2 separate regions of the Capsicum annuum genome follow, and region 1 is linked to region 2. The links are chromatin contacts, called in public Hi-C maps. All regions are on one chromosome and are shown on one strand. The core of a region is the stretch at or near the end of the contact, and the rest is flanking DNA. Distances in the headings are between cores, read along the strand shown. Region 1 holds the start of LOC107843044. Region 2 has its middle 8.9 kb from the start of LOC107842216.

Evidence for each region. Hi-C and Micro-C count contacts between places; a contact is called where the count stands out from the background.
Region 1: a Hi-C map of leaf shows a contact between it and region 2, with 2.4 times the contacts expected there. The contact joins the promoter of LOC107843044 here to the enhancer-like site in region 2. A contact is called at or near these places in 2 of 5 Hi-C or Micro-C datasets (bud and leaf).

What each region holds. Positions count from the first base shown.
Region 1 is chr9:10,251,331-10,254,030 of UCD10Xv1.1, reverse strand. It overlaps LOC107843044, which reads left to right and starts at 1,340. Exons shown (of 4, transcript XM_016687179.2): 1 at 1,340-2,307. The coding sequence starts at 1,539.
Region 2 is chr9:10,181,624-10,184,323 of UCD10Xv1.1, reverse strand. No RefSeq gene overlaps it. Among protein-coding and RNA genes, the nearest start is that of LOC107842216, 8.9 kb to the right of the region's middle. Within about 2 kb of position 1,438, at least 4 of the 5 cell types and tissues checked have an H3K27ac peak or open chromatin away from gene starts, as enhancers often do. A contact at or near this core is called in leaf, where this site is marked.

The DNA of each region.
Region 1 (2,700 bases), core at 91-2,590, 70 kb before region 2:
CATCTCTTTCTTGTTCTTATTGTAAATCCGAGAGTTGGTCACCAAAGAGATCCTCGGATTCTTGAACTTGTGGACTGATTTTGGTGTGTATTTCGTGCCTTCCTTGTCTTGTCTCATATCAATACTAGCTTGGTTTGATTTGGTTTTACTCTAAAATAATCGACAAATTAACCGAACCGAACCGATAATCTTTATATATATATATATATATATATAATATAAATATTTGGTACATTTTATATTTTAATCATGATTTAAGTTTAATGGTAACACTTTTAGTTATATGTCTTCATCCAGTTGACAGTACCTTATGTGATTCTAAATGATTTTCGCATTTTGAATAAAAAATGATATTGATTGTGAAAATATATATTGGAATTTACGGCCGAATTTCATTAGACTATAAACAATCACTAGTTTTGAACTTTCTTTTTGGTCCTTGTTAAGCAAGAATTTATGTGTTCACTTTTATCATTTTGTTATATGTAGTTTCTGAATATATTTTTTAGAAGCGTTCATAGGGTATTGTTCGTGGATTTGCCTAAGTATAACATTCGTTTGACACCTTTGTTTCAAGGTTTAAGCACAACACTCGATTGACATCTCATATGTCGGATGAATTTATTTTTTTTAAATCTCAAATTTTATCACTAGTTAAAGTTATAAATCGAAAAAATCAAACCTAATCGAACTAAACCGACAAAAATCAAACTGACACTTATTTCTTTTGTTTGGTTTGATTTAGTTTTAGAAATTTAAAAATCAACTAATTTGATTTAATTATGATTTTGACCAATAATTGAATTAAATCGACCCATGAACAATCTTACAAAATAGTGCAGTAATTCAAAAATAATAGACAAATACAATAACACAACTACTAGTACAATAAAAAACACCAAAAAGCCTAAGCCTTCAAAACGTACATCATCGCTCCTACTGCACTAACCATCTATCCAAATAGGCATCCTTCCTACACTTACTGATAGATTGGCCCAAACCCAAAATCTTCATATATAGGCCCTATTAAAACGACCAAGAACTAACCACAAAATTGAAAAACTTATGAAAGAGCGGGAAGCACGTGAGCAAACTGAGATGACAAGCCACGTATTAACACATATTCCCTCCGTTCTACGATAAGTTAATTGTTGAATTTTGACACATTTATTAAAAAAAATAAAGACATAAATTTATCTTATTTTATTTATTTTTATCCTCTTTAAAAGACAAATACACATGACATGATAGGTTTAGAATTTTCTTTTTTTAATATTTACCTTAAATTATGAAACATTCACTTATTTTAAAATACTAAAATTGCTCCAACAATTGACGGTGAAACGGTGAAACGAGGGATTAGTACTCAGCAGAAAACTCTCCCAACTCCACATGCCGCACTGACAAAATTCAAAGCTTGTCACTTTCACTTCCTTATGAACTCCAACTACTCAAACTAGTACTAGTTGCACTTCTTTAATGTGATCTCTCTAGTCTCTTGTTTTGTTCAAAATCTTGAAAAAGAAAAAGAACACCCAATGTGGCCTGCTTTAGTTGCTGCTGCTGCAGCAGCAGGATCTGGCTTTTTAGCCAACAAAATCTTTAATCAAAATGCCACTCAACCCATTTCTGGTTTCACTGAAAGTGATAGTAAATGTGATAAACTCAATGACCCAGAAGTGTTTACCACTCCATTTCACCATAAAGATTCAAGCTTTACTAGTAATTGTGAAAAACCCAATGACCCAGAAGTGTTTACCACTCCCTTTCAGCATAAAGATTCAATCTTTGCCAGTAACTGTCAAAAACCCAATGACCCAAAAGGTTTAATCACTTGTTTTCAGAATAAAGATTCAAGCTTTACCAGTAATTATGATAAACCCTTTGACCATGAAGGGTTTATCACTCCCTTTCAGCATAAAGATTCAAGCTTTACTAGTAATTTTGGTAAAATCAGTGACTCAGAAGGGTTTAGGACTTACCTTCAGCATGAAGATTCAAGCTTTGTATGTAATCTTGGCTGTAGCATTCAAGAAAAGAGTGAGGGGTTATCTGATGGTTCAGTTTTTAGGTTTTCAAGTGCTTCTGGTTCTGAAATGGGGTTTAAGAATTTGAGGAAGAAAAATGTGGAAGGTTCTAGAAAGACCAAAGGGAATGGAAAATGTGGAAATGTAAAGGGTGGTGAAAAGGAATTGTTTAGGTTGGAGAAGAGGAAGAGTTGGAATGGGAAGAGATTTTATGTTTGTTTGAAGAAGAGGAGAACTAATAAAGTTCCTTCAGGAAAATGTGATTCTTGTGCTTCCAAAGGTAAAATTTCTAACATATTATATTGTCCTTGAAACATTTTTTGACCTTTGGAGGACGGAAATTAGGGTAGAGTGTTAGTGGGAAGGAGTGCGTCCGTAATAATAAGGAGGAGTTTTTTGTTTGTATCTGTGCCTGTAGTTTCTTGTTCGTAGTGTTCCAAGGATGTGTGTGATCTCGAATAGATAGTTTATAGTATTACTCTGTCGGTGTCTTATTTCTTTTATGATCTAGCGGTGTGTTATCTCATTTTGTTGTTTATATTTATGTTTTTTGTGGTTATAGCCCATCAGAAACTTCTCTACTTCGTGTAAGGTAGTGGTATAGACTGCGTACACTTTACCCTTCCCAACCCCACTTTGTGGGAATACACTGGGTATGTTGTGGTTGTTGCTG
Region 2 (2,700 bases), core at 189-2,688:
TCTCAGGTTTAGAGGAAAACTCCTAGTTAAATCTCTTAGTGATTTGGATGGATGCACACCGATAAGAGGAAAACTCAAAATTTGTGGCATGTATGTGGCACACAACAACTTTTATCTATGTGAATGAAAAAGTTGATATACTTATCATTCAAATAAAAGTTATGGATATTAAGATTCAACACTTTATGATAACGTAATATTTCAAAATCAAGTAATAATAAGTTTAATTAAAGATTCAACTATAACCACAAGGGTTGGTGTGGTGGTTCACCCCTTAAGCAAGAGGTTGGGGGTTCGATCCCCACCTCTGGTGAATGGAAAAGACTCTGTGGCCAGTTCCCTACCGCTTAGTGCGCTGACAGTAGGAACGGATGATTAGTCTCACGGTTGCCGGTTGTGGGGATACCTTAGGAAACCCAAAAAAAAAAAAAGATTCAACTATAATACTAATGATTCAAATAAAAGTTATGGATATTAGGATTCAACACTTTATGATAACATAATGAATAATATTTCAAAATATCGTCAAACAACATAGTCAAAATTAAGACACTTAAATTAAAAAAAGAAAGAAAATGAAAAATAAACCTTTGATTTTTTTTTACCACTTCATTCGACGACAACATGCTTATTTCTTTCAATTTTTTGATCGAAAATTTTCAACTGAAAGAGAAACAAGAGAAATTATAGGAGAGAATTTATTATCAATACCAAAGTAAGAGGGAAAAGTAGAAGTTGAGCGTATGCATGTTTTTTGTAAATTTTGGTCTAAATATTATTTATATAGAATTATAAAATTTGTTTTATATAAGGTAAAGTTATGTTAAATATTATGATTTCTTACCTAAATTAAAAAATTATAGATTAAAGAAGTCACCGACAAAATTAATTGTAAATAAAACTTTATCCAAAATCTAAAAGAATGTATGAGAAAAATGTACTACGAATTTTTTAAAGATTTACTTAAGGTTAAAAATTTAATTGAATATGAACACTTCCCCCCAAAAAACATATGATAATGTATATTATCAATTCATTATTTTTTTTTTAAATGATTTATTTGAGGTAAAAAGTTAATTGACTTTTATTTCCTATATTTTAGTTACATAATTCAAATAAGGAAAAGTTTTATTATAAATATTTAATTAATTTTTAATTTTTAAATATTAAAAAAATAGTGAAAAGACGATTTTGTCTAAAACGAAGATATTTAATAAATGGCAAAAAATTCAAATCACTTTTTTAAGGACCTTCAAATTTTTAATATACATATATATATATAAATTGTATCTATCTATCTATCTATCTATATCTATATCTATATATATATATAAGTGGATATAGTTGAATTTAAGGATAGTGTCTAAATCAGACAGAGAAACCTGACAGCATGTAATTGTAGAGATGAAGAATTGGACCATTAATACAGAGGGTATTAGCTGTTTCTCATCAATAGACTTAATTAAGCATTAATATGAGCATGCCAGTCTAGCAGATATATGGCACAGCACATAGAAATCTAAGAAAATTTAAAAAATTAATAAAGTGGAGAATTATCAAAAATTAGTCTTTAATATTAAGCTAAAATAACCTAAGAATAATTCTAATATAACAACAACATATCTGGCGAAATCAACAAGTGGAAGCTCGGAAAGATAGTTTATACATATACCTTATCTTAGATTGAGAGATAAAAGAAAAGGTAAGTCCGGTGCACCCAAGCTCCCACTATGCGCAACGACAGGAGAAGGGCCTGACCACAAGGGTCTACCCTTTACAGCCTCACCTTGCATTTCTGTTTTCACGGCTTGAACCAGTGACCTCTTGTTTAGATGGCAGCAACTTTATCTTGGATAGGGAGATAGAGAGCCAAAAATACTTCTAATATGCTATGATATTATCAGTTTTATGTCAAGCATGTACGATTTACTTTCAATATCTCACACCATGGAGATATTGGAAAGAATTTAATCGAACAATCCCACGCTCAGATTAATTATCTGAGATATCCACATCGTGCAAGTATTTATATTTGCTATCAAAGTCATATGCTTCTCTCTATGTGTATGTTTCTCCAAGCTATGAATAAAGATAGTAAGCCGACTTGAAACGCTCAAATATAGTAGGTCGAACTCCTCACCACCACTCAGCCAATGTCATATATATATTTGTCTAATCGAATTATTGACTTTGATATCAATTGGCCGACTAAACTAGCTAAAAATACTCTTTTAACATTGTGCAATATTATCCATTTGGATCAACCATACATGATTTAAGCCAAATTTATTAAATTCAAATAAACTTATCACCTGTACACTAAATTTGTCCTTATTTTGTACTCCAATGTACTCATTTCTAAACCTCAAAAAAAGAAAAAAATAGAAAAAAAAAAAAGAAAAAAGAAAAAAGAAAAATTGAATTAGATTTAAATAGGTCAAAGTAGATCATTGACGGGCATGGAACTTTCTGCAATAATGTACATGGACCTCAATCTTTATTACTAGTTCATCTTTGTCCACTATTTTCAAGGAAATTTATTTTTTTATTTTAATAATACCAAGAAATAAATAAGTATAATGAATTTGATAATTCTAGGAAAAGGACTGCTCTTAATTATATTAATCAAATATATACAATTCCATCCAGCCAAATGCCTTAACAATTTGGTCCACAAAATGATGCCTAAGAAATAAACGA